5 separate regions of the Mus musculus genome follow, and regions 2, 3, 4 and 5 are each linked to region 1. The links are chromatin contacts, called in public HiChIP or PLAC-seq and promoter capture Hi-C maps. All regions are on one chromosome and are shown on one strand. Each heading gives the region's core, a stretch centred on a gene start, on an enhancer-like site or on the middle of the called end of the contact. The rest is flanking DNA. Distances are from core to core; before and after follow the strand shown. Region 1 holds the start of Glrx (glutaredoxin). Region 2 has its middle 250 kb from the start of Pcsk1. Region 3 has its middle 280 kb from the start of Pcsk1. Region 4 has its middle 250 kb from the start of Mir682. Region 5 has its middle 180 kb from the start of Mir682.

Evidence for each region. Promoter capture Hi-C pulls out the DNA fragments that hold promoters and counts their contacts. HiChIP or PLAC-seq counts read pairs in DNA pulled down with a chosen protein or histone mark.
Region 2: a contact with region 1 is called in an H3K4me3 HiChIP or PLAC-seq map of bone marrow-derived macrophages, with 5 times the contacts expected there. The contact joins the enhancer-like site here to the promoter of Glrx in region 1. A contact is called at or near these places in 6 of 39 promoter capture datasets (the 3T3-L1 cell line, cranial neural crest, embryonic stem cells and 3 more), 4 of 115 datasets of contacts at active chromatin or transcription factors (the 230-238 cell line, bone marrow-derived macrophages and large pre-B cells) and 2 of 9 other capture datasets (adipose tissue and macrophages).
Region 3: a contact with region 1 is called in a promoter capture Hi-C map of the 3T3-L1 cell line, with 3 times the contacts expected there. The contact joins the enhancer-like site here to the promoter of Glrx in region 1. A contact is called at or near these places in 7 of 39 promoter capture datasets (the 3T3-L1 cell line, the C10 cell line, embryonic stem cells and 3 more), 2 of 115 datasets of contacts at active chromatin or transcription factors (the 230-238 cell line and embryonic stem cells) and 2 of 9 other capture datasets (adipose tissue and macrophages).
Region 4: an H3K27ac HiChIP or PLAC-seq map of embryonic stem cells shows a contact between it and region 1, with 3 times the contacts expected there. The contact joins the enhancer-like site here to the promoter of Glrx in region 1. A contact is called at or near these places in 1 of 39 promoter capture datasets (the C10 cell line) and 1 of 115 datasets of contacts at active chromatin or transcription factors (embryonic stem cells).
Region 5: a promoter capture Hi-C map of stem cell-derived epiblast-like cells shows a contact between it and region 1, with 4 times the contacts expected there. The contact joins the enhancer-like site here to the promoter of Glrx in region 1. A contact is called at or near these places in 5 of 39 promoter capture datasets (embryonic stem cells, hippocampal neurons, liver and 2 more), 1 of 15 datasets of contacts at CTCF or cohesin (the NIH/3T3 cell line), 2 of 115 datasets of contacts at active chromatin or transcription factors (embryonic stem cells and large pre-B cells) and 1 of 9 other capture datasets (macrophages).

Annotation. Positions count from the first base shown.
Region 1 is chr13:75,838,426-75,841,340 of GRCm38.p6, forward strand. It overlaps Glrx (glutaredoxin), which reads left to right and starts at 1,461. Exons shown (of 3, transcript NM_053108.4): 1 at 1,461-1,750. The coding sequence starts at 1,544. Gm41005 (a long non-coding RNA gene) reads right to left here and starts at 2,643. Exons shown (of 2, transcript XR_873685.2): 1 at 2,342-2,643.
Region 2 is chr13:75,342,107-75,345,021 of GRCm38.p6, forward strand. No RefSeq gene overlaps it. Among named protein-coding and RNA genes, the nearest start is that of Pcsk1, 250 kb to the left of the region's middle. Within about 2 kb of position 1,500, at least 5 of the 459 cell types and tissues checked have an H3K27ac peak or open chromatin away from gene starts, as enhancers often do. A contact at or near this core is called in bone marrow-derived macrophages and liver, where this site is marked.
Region 3 is chr13:75,365,854-75,368,768 of GRCm38.p6, forward strand. No RefSeq gene overlaps it. Among named protein-coding and RNA genes, the nearest start is that of Pcsk1, 280 kb to the left of the region's middle. Within about 2 kb of position 1,463, at least 33 of the 459 cell types and tissues checked have an H3K27ac peak or open chromatin away from gene starts, as enhancers often do. A contact at or near this core is called in the 230-238 cell line and stem cell-derived epiblast-like cells, where this site is marked.
Region 4 is chr13:75,398,212-75,401,126 of GRCm38.p6, forward strand. No RefSeq gene overlaps it. Among named protein-coding and RNA genes, the nearest start is that of Mir682, 250 kb to the right of the region's middle. Within about 2 kb of position 1,445, at least 2 of the 459 cell types and tissues checked have an H3K27ac peak or open chromatin away from gene starts, as enhancers often do. A contact at or near this core is called in embryonic stem cells, where this site is marked.
Region 5 is chr13:75,458,834-75,461,748 of GRCm38.p6, forward strand. No RefSeq gene overlaps it. Among named protein-coding and RNA genes, the nearest start is that of Mir682, 180 kb to the right of the region's middle. Within about 2 kb of position 1,373, at least 20 of the 459 cell types and tissues checked have an H3K27ac peak or open chromatin away from gene starts, as enhancers often do. A contact at or near this core is called in stem cell-derived epiblast-like cells, where this site is marked.

The DNA.
Region 1 (2,915 bases), core at 211-2,710:
TCAACAGGCAGAGAGAGATAAGGAGGTCAGATTGCAACAAAGAGGAGGTAAGGAAAACAGGAGTGGCAAATATTGAGACAGGGCAGAATGCAAGAGACCGAAGATCATGGTGGTTCTCAAAATGATCTTTGAGATAGATGAGAGAGTCAGATTGTTAGGAAAAGGAGGAAGGGAAAGACCAGACAAATGAGAAGGAGAGAAAGACTCTAAAGGAACAGCCTGAGCTGGGTGCTTATTCCCCAGGGTCATGTGAACAGCAAGAACCCTCAAGAGGTCCTTGAAACAGCTGGCATCAGAAGGTTGCCAGAAAGTTAAGACTCTAGCCCTAAACTTGTTCAGAATTGTGGGAAGCTATGGGCTGAGAGGTCTACAACCCTGCCATGGGCCAGCCACCTCAGCCATGCAGCCAGGCCGCTTCTCCGTTGGCAGAACTCTCTCTCCGCTTCTTCTGTGGCCCTGACTATTACCATCTGACTGTTATTTTGCCATTTGATGTGGGTAACAGTGAGAGTGACAAAGAAAGCAGCCCCCAGAAGTCAGTTTACTTCTCTTTGGTCACAATGTGCACCAGAGCCGTCACCAGGACATGACTGTAGTCTGACCTCCTGTAAGATACTCTGGTTCTACTGTGGAGCTGGTTGCTTGCTTGGAAAGGTGCTTCAGTCTGACAGGAGTTTTCTCTTCGACTTGCTTATCTACCTCAGCACCACCTCCCAAAGCACCTCAGCTCACTGTCAAAACAAGTCAGACAGGAAAAGATCCACATTCTGTCTGGAATCTCAGGTCAGGGGTTATGGGAGAATTTGTTTCTTACTGAACTGCTATTCAAAGGTCACCAGCCCTAAGGCTTTTGGAGTAAGAGAGACCTATTAAAAAGCTTAGCTTCACAGGTAGGCCCCGTGGCAAAGTTCAGTCACAAATCTACCCCACTGAAAAGGGCTCATTGTTCACCATGAACTCAGAGCATGGCACCCCACTTTTTAAAGACAGAGAGAAAGTACAGACAAGCACATTTTTACATGTCAAGAACCAAGTCCACTAATCACACAAGTACCCACCTTACAGGGCAAAGAAAGCATGCCGGTGCAACCCACAAGGCCCAATCACTATGCAGTCCCCACATCCTATGAAGAGCCAAAGCTTTCCTGAATGGTTGTGTTTTTATTTTTCAAAACAACCGTGTTTCCAAAAGAAGAGAGAGAGAGAATTTGTTCTAAGAGGACCTGGGGCCTCCTACCCAGAAACTGGTCTGCGCTGTCTCTGCTACCCTAGAGGGTGACTTAGTTCTGTTCTTGGGGAGGACACAAGACAGCCTGTTATAGCTTACACAGCCAGTGTGCAATGGTAGGCCTAGGAAGTACTGACTCATACCAAAATGAACTGACTTTGGGGCTGGCCCTTTAAAACTGAAGCATCCTACTTGGTAACTCCTCCTCCAAGGAGGTTCCTTATTAAATGAGAGCTGCTGGCTAAGCGCCGCTGCATTACCGGACCATTACTTTCAACTGCACGTTCCTCCCTGGAGAAGCTGCAGCCTGTCAGCATGGCTCAGGAGTTTGTGAACTGCAAGATCCAGTCTGGGAAGGTGGTCGTGTTCATCAAGCCCACCTGCCCCTACTGCAGAAAGACCCAAGAAATCCTCAGTCAACTGCCTTTCAAACAAGGTCTTCTGGAGTTTGTGGACATCACAGCCACTAACAACACCAGTGCGATTCAAGATTATTTACAACAGCTCACCGGAGCGAGAACAGTGAGTGTGTTTAAATGCTAAGGAAGCGCTGGGGTGTTGCTGTTTCCTTTCCAGAGCTTTGTAGACAGCTAGCTGTGCCTTTTCTAGGATGCCGTTGCCTGGGCTCTGTCCTTCAAAGCAGCCAGAGGACTTTGCAGGGTGTGGGGGAGGGACTCAAGGGAAGACACTGCTCAAATGAGTGGGCAGCAGGACTGCCTGGGAGGACCAGAAGGCAGAACGCTGGTTGGTGTGTGGATAGTGGGCCTGACAGCTGGGCTGGCGGCAGTTAAGTGTTTATCTGAAGGCTTTGTTTTAAGCACTATTTTGAACTGGCAGTGTTCTTCTGGCAAGGCAGGAGGCAGCTTCGAGGCTGGATGTGATCTCTAGCTTTTATGTTATGGATGGGGGCCATAGGCACTCTCTTCCCCCTGTTAGCATGTAGTGGGGTCTGCGGCCCTTCCTTTTCTTTGCACTAGGCTTTCTTTCTTTATCACCTAGTTTGTCCATTCTTACCTAGCCCCACCCACTAGAAAAGTAAATCCTGGACTCCATTTTTGCCTGTGCTGCCTTAATTGTAGGATATTTTCAGGTCTGGTTATCATGATAACTTACTGTATGATCTGATGGATTCTTGCCTTGGAGATCCATCCTCAGTGACGCAGGCTGCAAGATTAGAGGGAGCGCTTCAAAGTCCTGTTCCACAAATCCATATGCAGCTCTCTAAGAACACCTTCCTCCTCAGAAAAGGCTTTCTTTGTGCCTGGGCTGCTGCTGGAATGCCCAGCTCAACAGACTCCAGTGCTGGAAAGTGAGCTTGTTGTACAGTTAACTGGAGTGTTGGGGACAAAGCCGAGGCAGCCCCAACAAGCCAAGAACCTTGGCCACCTGCCTCCAATACCAACTAAAGTGACGCGTGACAGTGAAAAGCAGAGGAAAGAAACTTCCTCAGTGAGGCTTCATTGGGAAGCTGAAAAAATACAGATGTCCATGGATGCCCAAGTCCATAAAATGTATGGTGTGTGTGTCTGTGTACCCTTGTTTACACAACAGCCCAGTGGTTAATGTTGGATGACTTATTTAATCACTCTCAGCCTTACTTTGGTGAGACACCGTCCTTCACTGAATCTGGAGTTCACAGGCTGGGATGGACTGGACTAGCTAGCAGCCAGAACGCCCCTGGGATCTT
Region 2 (2,915 bases), core at 250-2,749, 500 kb before region 1:
GGTGCTTGTTTATGGGTTGGAACCCCAAGTGGGGCGGGCTCTGGATGCTCATTTCTTCAAGCTCTGTTCTGAACTTTGTCTCTGTAACTCCTTCCATGGGTGTTTTGTTCCTCATTCTAAGAAGGAACTAAGTATACACACTTTGGTCTTCCTTATTCTTGACTTTCACGGGATTTGTAAATTGTATCTTGGGTATTCTGAGTTTCTCCCTCTCCCTCTCCCTCTCCCTCTCCCTCTCCCTCTCCCTCTCCCTCTCCCTCTCCCTCTCCCTCTCCCTCTCCCTCTCCCTCTCCCTCTCCCTCTCCCTCTCCCTCTCCCTCTCCCTCTCCCTCTCCCTCTCCCTCTCCCTCTCCCTCTCCCTCTCCCTCTCCCTCTCCCTCTCCCTCTCCCTCTCCCTCTCCCTCTCCCTCTCCCTCTCCCTCCCTCTCTCTCTCTCTCTCTCTCTCTCTCTCTCTCTCTCTCTCTGCCTTTACTACCTCTTAACTCCCCTGCCCATGCCCTTAATAAACTCTATTCTATAGTACACTGTCATGTGGCTGGTCCCTTCGGGGGAAGGGATACCTCAGCATGGGCCCACTGAGGTTCCCCCTTCCCCCATACCTCATCACACCTCCATAGAACGTACCCTTTTTTTAAAATCTTTTTATAAACACATAAGAGATTAAAAAGGAGTATCATTTAATAGGACATTTGAAAACAAAGGTTTAACAGAGATTTTAAAAAGACTATTGAAATCCAATCAAAGGAACTTCACAAGAAAAAAATTATTAAATATTACCACAGATATTTGAAACCCTGTTTTCCCTTTCAGCTTCCACATTTTATGAATAAGAAAAGTCTCCCAATTCAATTTTCCTGAGTGAAAACTGGGGCTCTGAGTACTGACCTATTTTTCCCTCCTTTCAAAACACTATAACCACATATAAAATGTTTACTATGAACAATTTAATGCAATAAACTATTCACTCAATAAATTTCAGACCCTGTGCAACAACAGAACCTACTCATTTTATAAAGCAGTCCACCACCAGAACTGCAGTGTTTACCAATGTAGGAAGGGAAGGGAACACTGTCTGACATTTACCTCTCCTGCTTCCCTCAAGCTTTGCTTTGTTTATACTGCTGCCATTGTCATGAAAATCCTATCTCCTTCCCAAGCTAAGCCATTAGCAGCAGTTATGTGTCTCAGGTTGTGATAAAACACCTTGACTAAACAACCTGAGGGCTTGATTTGGCTCACAGTTCCACTGTGCAGTTCATTGATAGTTCTGGTGATACCATTGCATCTGCAGTCAGAACACAGAATGAAGACTGTTCACGCCCCACTAGAGTTCTGTTTTATTTCATCTAGGCCCTCAGCTTGTGGATACTACTCACACTCGGGGTAGGTCTTCTCACTTAAATTAATATGATCTAAAGAACCCCTCACAGATATGCCGAGTCTTATCTCTTCAGTGATTCTAGGTTCTGTCAAGCTCACAGTCAATATTAATCATTACTCCATGGCATTGCAACACTAAACCAAGCAAGCTTGGGGACAGCCACACAATAGCCACGTGATGTCCTGATGTAAAACAGATTGAAGGATAAATGTGGAAAATGCCTTTTTGCAGCATCCCTTAAATAACGAACGAGAAGTGATTCTGAAAATGTTATTTGACTTGTGTTCATATTCGCTTGTCTCTATGGTATATGGGAATCATCAGCTGTGTTCCTTATAGAATTTTTGGAAGCTCATTCTGTAAAACTCTGAGGAGCCTTAACTTACCAGAGACCCCCTGAGTAAACAACTCAGCCAGGGATGGATGCAAAAGCAAGACAAATTTTATTGTTCCAGCATGCTGTGGTCATCCTGCACAGGAAGGAGAGAGAGAGAACAACCCCACTCAGCCCATTCAGCAAGTTTTTATAGTTTTCAGAGCAGCAACCATTAGGCACAACGTGATTGGCAGAACAGTGTGACTTTTAAACTGATTGGTTTAGGGAATGAGGTGGCAAGGACTTCACTTGTCTGTAGGTGGCCAACAGTCAGTCCACAATGTGTGTACACGCTCTGCCCTTACCCCCCCCCCCCCCATACACACAAGTGGCCAAAGATCAGTGCCCTCCACCCCCTGTTATCTGAGGAAGGTAATTACCCTTTCCCTTCTGGAGGGGAGGGGTACCTAAGTGCTACATGAACTTTCTCTTCCAGGAGAGGAGGCGTCTGGTGGAATTTTCCAAAGGTCCTGAACGGACTTCTTCAATTCACAAATAAATGATTTGATAGATCTTTTTTTAAAGCCTAATTGTATATCTTTTCAACCCTAGATTTTATGGTACAATAAAACGATTGTTTCAAAGCAAAGACAAGGAATCGAGTGAAGCTTTCATTATGCAAACGGAGTTGGTAAATCCAGAATAAAACTTAAATTTCTAAATAGTTTTTGAAGATTTAGTTCATGTATTTTGAGGTATTATTATTTGATTCTTAATTTTTTCTAAATATGAGACTTGGTTTATTTTTATTTCTGTGTAAATGTGTATGTACATGTACATGTGCATGTGTGAAAGTATGTTCATGTGTGCAAATGTCTAAAGATGCCAGAAGATGGCAATGAATTTCCTTTTGATGTAATTTTATCTACTTGTTCTTAAATGAACATGCTGGGTAAATTTGAAGTCATGGGCTATAATTAACTTTGTAAGCATGACATATAAAATTTGCTGAACATTATATTACTTAAAATAGCTACTTCTTCATTATTAAGAGGAACTCCAGAGGCAGGATGTTCTAGATTTGATATCATGGATGTTGTAGTCATGAATAAACCAATCTCGTTTTTCCTACTGTTTTCCCTTCTCAGTCCTGTGTCTTGCTACCTCATTGTTTCAAGATATCAACTAATCTTCATATTTCCATTCAAATATGTAAA
Region 3 (2,915 bases), core at 213-2,712, 470 kb before region 1:
AAGCTTGATTGTCTCTCTATACATAGCTATAGCTCAGGGCTTACAATTGCTTGAAATTGGTTATTTCTTAGATACTACAAATTCTTAAATTTGCAATTGTTTACTCATATACAACTCAAGTTAAGAAAAAAAAATACTGTTCCTTTAAAGGACTGTCTTTGGACATTTAAGAACTCATTCTAAATTGCCTGGACAAGACCTCTTAAAACAATGCCACCCCAAATTTACATCCCAGACAGATTATAGGCCTTACACAAGAATAATTGTCCATATTATCTCATTCTTTACATCATCAAAATAGTAGTGGCTTGAGATAATAATTTGGTATTTTTTAGAGAATGTGCATGTCAAATTGTAAAGAATTGTTCTCATTGTCCTCAGTTTCTACCTGTTCAATATAATTGTGTTAATTCTTGAGGACTTATACTTAATCAATTATTGCAAATGAATACTCATATTTCTGATTTTTAAAAAGTAAAATATGCACATGTGACTATTGATACCTTTTCAGGCTTTCTAGTTGCAACTGCTCTAACAAGAGAAGCAACTAAAAGTGTAATTAGTCATGGCCTATCTTAATATTTTTTGTATTCTTGGTGTTCCAAATTAGATTAAAACAGATATTGGAACTGGCTATTAAAGTCAAATATTTGAGATGTTTTGTGAACAATTTAATGTTACCCATGTTACTGAGATTTTTTTATATTTCTCAAGGACAGGGTATTGTGGAACTTTAAAATTATATCTTCTTTAAAAACAATAAAGGGGGAAATTATATCCCCATGTACATTATTTAAATCACACTTTTTATTTTTTTAAATTTTAAAATATTGGATGCCAAAGAACTCCTTGTTAAGTGCCTTACAGTATCTTAACACTAGGCATACTCATGCCTAGGTGAGATGGAGGATCCACTTATTGGTATATGGCATGATCCTGATCATATATTTAATATGGGGAAGAGGGCACATTTGTGTTTTTTTCCATAGAATGCTGTAGGAGCATGGCAGTTGCCAGAATGATTCGTGTGACAGACTGATCTGTGAGCTTGCTTAGTGCCCTGACAATGGTGATAAGAAAGCTGTATTGGGTTTGGGTTCTTGACCCACCTTTGCTTGGCTTTGTCCCAGATTAGACAAGCTAAGCTGCCTTGCTTCAAGCTTTTTAACCTGTGGGACAGAGAACATAAGTGACTGTGGAAACCGACTTCGAAAAATTAATCAAAAGGAGGAGTGTAGAATCCAAAATAAATTCAAGACCACCTAGCCCCTTCCCCCTCTGAAGGGACTTTCCAAACTATATAGTTTTACCAAGTCTACAGCTGCCAAAACAAGATTAGCTGTTCTTGGAAAAATAACCATAACAAAAATAACAGTTCTCAGAAAAATTCTTCTGCCCTGCCTCACACTAAATTCCAAGAAAAACCACAAGGGCAGGCAGAGTGAGTCACTAGGCCAAAGGTAGTCACCCTATGAGAACCAACCAATGCCTGAAAGGGTTACTTGCTGCACCATTAGAGAAAGCCAGCTAGCCCTGTTGCCTAAATCTGCCCCTTACAATGAATAAAAAGTGTGTTCTTTCTTTGTTTGGGGTCTCTCTTCTTGCCTGCATACTGAGGGGGGTCCCCAACACATTGGATCAATAAAAAAACCTCTTGCAGTTTGCAGCAATGTCGATCTCTGTGGTCTTTGTTAGTGAGGGTCTTTTGGCGGACTCCAACAGGAATTATAATGACTCTTCTCTTTCCTTTAATGTGACCAGTTATTCTGACTCAATCATGGACTGCTCTAGTAATAAATCCAATATTAGAGAGTCCTATTATGAAGATAGCTAAAAACCTTTTAGCCAGCAGAGTTAACTTGGAGCATAACCTATTTACATGAGAAGTAACAGCTTTTCTGTTGATTCTCAAAGTCACCTGCCCCACACAAGGAGGCCAGAGTTTGGGCTTTATCATTGCTAATTTGCAACTGAATAGAGTACCTGGACTTATGGACAGACAAACTTAATCATGTTGCTTTCAACTTTGGGTTTGCATTTCAAGCAGGTCGGTTACCTCCATGCAGGATCACCTTCAGCAAGTGCAGATGGCAGAAATTCAGCTATATGAAGAGATGCATTGAGTGTATATTGTGGCTTTCCTCTGATTGGGAAAAGGGTGTGCAATGAGGGCCAGCAGCCAAGGATGGGCCACTGTATCTATGGCTTATTTCAATCTAAGACAGAGGCATGTGCCAAGAAGCAAAAGCAAGAAGTTTGTTCATAATAACACCAAAGAGCCGTGTTTGTGCAAATAAATACATATAAGCTGCATGTATTCTCCAGGACAGATAAGAATAAGTCCAATAGATTCAGTCCTAAGAGAGGCACAGGCACAAGCCACCATAATTCCCAGGCAGGACCATGGAGCCTATACCCCAGTCCAGCTAATTTTTTATTAAATAACTAGAGAGGAATTATAGCCTCCCCTAGCCTTGAGCAGGCTGGCGCAGACCTGTTCTGCCACTGTCAGCTAGCCCACCTAGGGTAGCGTCCTCAGACCTAGATAGGTCTATTGTTCTGTCATAACTGCGGTTTTCTGCAAGACAACGCTACCTGCTACCCGCTGAGAGGCTGAACCTGTCTTCCTGAGGCAATCCTGAATAAGCAACAGCCTGGTAACAGAGTGAAGAGAGCCTGGTGACAAGGTGACAAAGCATTGAGAGCCTGGCATGGTGGGGGATGGGCTCAGACTCTCTCTTTTTTTTTTTTTTTTTAGAAGGCAGCTGTTTAATCACCTCCTTGGATACACTCAAGGATAACTCACACTTGGCAGCCACATAGAGTGGCTGGAAACAAGGGGCCTTGATCAGTATCTTTGTCTTGGTTTCCTATTTCTCTCGCTGTCTCTTTCCCATACAGCCCCAGCCTCCCTT
Region 4 (2,915 bases), core at 195-2,694, 440 kb before region 1:
TGGATTACGTTGATGGATTTCAGTATATTGAACCATCCCTGCATCCCTGGGATGACACCTACTTGGTCAGGATGGATGATTGTTTTGATGTGTTCTTAGATTCTGTTAGCGAGAACTTTATTGAGGATTTTTGCATCGATATTCATAAGAGAAATTGGTCTGAAGTTCTCTATCTTTGTTGGGTCTTTTTGTGGTTTAGGTATCAGAGTAATTGTGGCTTCATAGAATGAGTTGGGTAGAGTACCTTCTGTTTCTATTTTGTGGAATAGTTTGTGAAGAACTGGGATTAGATCTTCTTTGAAGGTCTGATAGAACTCTGCACTAAACCCATCTGGTCCTGGACTTTTTTTGGTTGGGGGACTATTAATGATTGCTTCTATTTCTTTAGGGGATATAGGACTGTTTAGATCATTAAACTGATCTTGATTTAACTTTGGTACCTGGTATCTGTCTAGAAACTTCTCCATTTCATCCAGGTTCTCCAGTTTTGTTGAGTATAGCCTTTTTTAGAAGGATCTGATGGTGTATTGGATTTCTGCAGGATCTGTTGTTATGTCTCCCTTTTCATTTCTGATTTTGTTAATTAGAATGCTTTCCCTGTGCCCTTTAGTGATTTTTCTAAGGGTTTATCTATCTTGTTGATTTTCTCAAAGAACCAGCTCCTCGATTGGTTGATTCTTTGAATAGTTCTTTTTGTTTCCACTTGGTTGATTTTGCCCCTGAGTTTGATTATTTCCTGCTGTCTACTCCTCTTGGGTGAATTTGCTTCCTTTTGTTCTAGAGCTTTTAGGTGTGTTGTCAAGGTGCTAATGTGTGCTCTCTCTAGTTTCTTTTTGGAGGCACTCAGAGCTATGAGTTTTCCTCTTAGAAATGCTTTCATTGTGTCCCATAAGTTTGGGTATGTTGTGGCTTCATTTTCATTAAACTCCAAAAAGTCCTTAATTTCTTTATTTATTCCTTCCTTGACCAAGGTATCATTGAGTTTAAGTAGAGTCATAACATAATGGTATATATAATGCCCCAACTAGATTTCTTATGCCACCAAATAAAACTTCAAGTACTGAGAATAGGCTACATCCTGTTGAGTCTTTGGCCAACAGGGTCACATAGACTATCACTTCTAACATCACTGACTATTGCCATGGCTATTGTTTATTTTCCATAAGCTCATGGTAGGGCCCTATTACTAAAGACATAACTATTTATGTCATTGAACATGAAGAATTTAAGCTGGTGTTCAATTAAAAGTTTCATTTCTACTGACCAGCATTTACGGTACTGGATGCTACCTGAGAAGAAAAGTAATCATTAGTATCATCTGGATATACATCCTGTAATGTACAATAGCAAAGGTCTGAAAGATACACTGGAGTGCTATGCCCACTCCAGTGAAGTCTGACTGACAAGCTGAAAGGCCTGAAGGCAGTAACAAGGTGAGGAGTTTCAAGGAAACTATGCCTCCTGGAACCTTGGCGTTTTTATAGCCCGTATACTCAAACCCTGTCCCTGTGTTAATCTCATGTATGGATCCATGTGATCTCTTTCAGTATTGTTTTATTATAAGTGCCCTTAAGGATTGATTTTTTGATATAGCTAAGCCTCCACCAGTTCCAATGGTTCCTAGAAAGTCCTTGAAGCTGATGGTGAGCTTGGAATTCAGTAAGAATATTACCTATTCAGTAACATTCAAATTCACTTCTAGTAGAGACAGTGAAACTAACTTATTAGGCATTACAAAGAACAGAGCTAGAAAAGCTCAGGGCTAGTCTGCATAGTGATTACTTAGGACAATAGCCGAGTCTCACCCAAACACGGAAATACACAATGGCCTAGCAAATAGGTAGGTTAACCATGAAAGAGTTAGTAGAAGGAAATTCCCCTGGTACAGGTTTCTTCACTAAGCCCAAAGGAATAGCATAATCAGGTATTTACTAAGAACCCCTGGTGGTGGGTTTAACAATAGACTAGCATTATATCAGAGCATTCACCTGGCTCCATTTTTAGTGGTAAACACGGCCTGGCCCCCACCATCTTTTGATGTATGCATTCCTTCTGTTTTGTGTCACTGTAACTTGGCGGATGTGTTCACCTGTTTTTGTTTTGTTTTTTGTTTTTTGTTTGTTTGTTTGTTTGTTTTTCTTCTTTATAAAAAATTCTGCTATTCATTTGGACAATACATTCAGATCCAGCACACTCTCTCGAGTCTGCATCTATCTGTCAATTCTCACTGACTCTTTGCCCATCTGCAACCAGAAACCCAAAAGAGGTTAATCTGTGGCACTGGAGCATTAGTGAGAAAAATGTTATAGGAGTAACTGTCTTAGGGTTTCTATTCCTGCACAAACACCATGAACAAGAAGCAGTTGGAGAGGAAAGGGTTTATTCAGCTTACACTTTCCACATTGCTGTTAATCACCAAAGGATGATGTCAGGACTGGAACTCAAGCAGGTCAGGAAGCAGAAGCTGATGCAGAGGCCATGGAGGGATGTTATTTACTGGCTTGCTCCCACTGGCTTACTCAGCTTGCTCTCTTATAGAACCCAAGACTACCAGCCCAGAGATGGTACCACCCACAAGGGGCCTTCCCCCTTGATCACTAATTGAGAAAATGCCTTACAGCTAGATCTCATGGAGTCACTTCCCCAACTGAAGCTCCTTTCTGGGTGATAACTCCAGCCTGTGCCAAGTTGACACAAAACCAACCAGTACATCAACCAATCACTTTTTTATTGGATCTAAGGCCCACTCCATGAGATGGAACCCATATCTGACACTGCTCAAGAGGCCAAAAACGTAAACCTAGATAAGTTATGGATCTTAGGGGAAACCTAATACTGTAATTCTTCTTTTAAAAAAAAAAAGACTCCTAATAACATCCTGCTATACTCATAGATCAGAGTATCAGACAGCTCTT
Region 5 (2,915 bases), core at 123-2,622, 380 kb before region 1:
GACCATGTGGTACCCAGCTCCAACCAATATATCTACAATACATCTACAACAAACACAATTCCTATATACCAAAGGTTCAGGGACTATCTTGGGTGAGAGGCAGTAAGAGCCAGAGGAACAGGGCGATTACTGTGAGACTGTCTCATAGCAATATCAGAAAAGCTCTACCGATGAGTCTCACCACCATGGCCTAATGAGATGCCTAAACAAGATCTGAACAATGACAACAACAGACATGTACACAACAGAGAGGAGGTGGAAACCTCACGGATATCAGGTGCTTCTTAACTGTAGTCAGCATGCTAGACTACACTGTCAATCCATGGCAGTGGCAGAGTGTTATCTGGGGCCAGCAGGAGCCGAATGAAGAAGGCAGGAGCTCTTTTGTTCCTTATGGCCTTTAGATTTTACCTTTTATCACAGCTTCTTTTTCCCCTCTAATATTGATCAGTTAAATACAATTTGTTTATAAAACATAGTATGTAATCCTATGTCCTAGACAAAGAAAATATCCTTGGATAATGGCAATTGAATATATATTGACTGCTATTCATATACCTCCTCATAAGCTTTATACATGCTGTTCCCTCTGCCTGGAAGGGAAGCAACTTTCAGAAAGTACTCAGCACACCTACTTCTTACTAATTCAATCCATTGAATGTCATTTCTTGAGAGGTTGATGCTGTTAGCATGTCTAAGGAGGCTTCCCTGTCCTTTAAGAACATTGCTGTAGAATTCTGTTCATGTCTACCTAGTAAAGAATGAGAGTCAGTGTGATTCAGACAGAAAGTAATTTATCTCCTCCTATCTCTACCAAGTTGAATCTGCTGCCTTCCTGTGTGGCTCCTGTCTCTAGATAAGTCCCCCACTAGCCACCTCCTCAGCTGATCCAGGCGCTTCCAAGTCCTTCCAAGTCCAAGAAGAGTTAGTCTTCTTGCTCAGGTGAGTTGAGTATCTACACTCCAAACCTAAGCTAACCTACAATTTCTCTCCCTCCGTGTTCAGGTCCTGTTCATGCCTAGGAGCTGGTTGGGAAGGCAGCTTCGTCAGCTTTCTCTCGTTCCACTTGGGTTCGGAAATAGGGGTGTGTTGGGAGGCAAAGAAGGAAGATAAGTCTGACTTGTCAGATAAGGCTTTGATGTGGGCTGTGTGCCTCTGCACCTGGGTGACAGCCAGGCCTCCTTGGCCTGTTCTTCCTGGAGTTTTAGAAACACCGCTCCCATTGTGGCAAATATCTTTCCCAGAATTACCTTATTGAGCCAGGATCCTTCTTCTTGGCCCAGGAAAGTTTCCTGCCTTCCTGCTCATTCTGAGGGCACACCTCTTATCAGATTCACCTCACTCTTCCACACATTTCTCCCTGGGGACATGCTTTCAACTGGCCTAGTCAGTCCCTTCATCACCAGATATCACTTTGAAAGCACTGCACATTCTCAGTGCTCTCAGTGTGGCAACTCTCCAAGCCTTACCTGCACCCTGGATGTCCCTGACTCCATGAAACACAGGAGAATGTATTCTCAGAATGCATGCAGAGGCCTTCCACTCTATTAAATGAGAAGGCACACAGACCCTCGATGTAGTGATGGAGACCACACAGCACCATGACAACTCTCAAGCAAGCTTTCCTACCTGAACTTGAAACTTCAAACACTGGGCCTTCTCTTCAATGCCCTGGGGTAAGATGATGGCTTACTACTTGTGGAACAGGTTTTGAGGTATCTTTTCTGCAGAGGTAGTCAGTTGGCACCTCAATTTCAAAAGCAAAGGAACTTGACACCTACTGCTTTGTTCTTTGGTGCCTCAGCCCAGAAACTGAGACCAAGATCCTGTTATTCTTGTTTGTGGTCAGTCACCCCTATTAAGGTGTAAATCCCTTGAGGCAGGGACCATGAATATTAGATTCACAGATGTATCAGCAGAGCCCAGCTGGAAGCCCTGCACTGGCTTCCAATAGGTGCTTTACAAAATGTTCTTGGATATATAATAAAATATAGAGATACCATCATTTAACTGGAGATTTTTTAAAGACAGGAGACTTTCATGTCTATCGGTACAATTTCTAATCTTATAAAAGATAACTTCTCTTCAAAGAAGCACCTGGAGGGCCTTAGTCTAAATCTTAGAGCTAAAGCTTTCATTTAACCTGCCCCCCACCCCAGTTGCCTGTGGCACATAAAGCAAATGCTTACATGAGAGTTAGCAGATTGGATTCTAGCTGGTGAGGCTAATGGCAATTCTTTGTCTCGACATGCAATGCCCATTCTGCTGACACACTCTTTTAGAGAGCTTTTGCAGGATGTGAAAGTGGCATCCAGACTCTTGACATTTAGCAAAAATTCTCGACCCCTGCAAAGAAAACGCTCCCAGTGAACCCTGACTCCAGGCTTTACCCTTATGCACCTCATTGAGCTCTCTCCACAAGGGAACAGGAAAAGAAGTGGGCAGGCATCACTGCAAATCAGGGAGGCTGATGCCACTTTCTTCATATTTGGCAAAAGAGTAGGAGGAGAAAATAAAAGCAAATTTCCCCAGATTCATCGCATGAGAAAACTGACCAAGTGCTCCAGGGTGAGGGTGGAGCACTTACTCAGCTCCAGGATGAGGGTGGAGCACTTACTCAGCACAATGGGCTAGACAACACTCCCATGTAAAAATGCTTCTGTGTACGACTGTGTACTGTGTACTGTAAGGTAGGAAGAAGTAGTTTAGAGTTCAGACCCCAGCCCTGGGAGGAATGGGAAGCAGGGTCAGAAATCCCTTTCCTTGCAAGTTTGTGCCTGTTCTCTGCAGTCAGCCCCATCATACACTTCTGCAAGAACTCAGCTGAGCTAACAGCAGAGAGAAAACTCCAGAAAAATCGCCACCTGTAACAAATGACAATTAAAAACACATCTTTAAAAGTTAATGAAAACAGA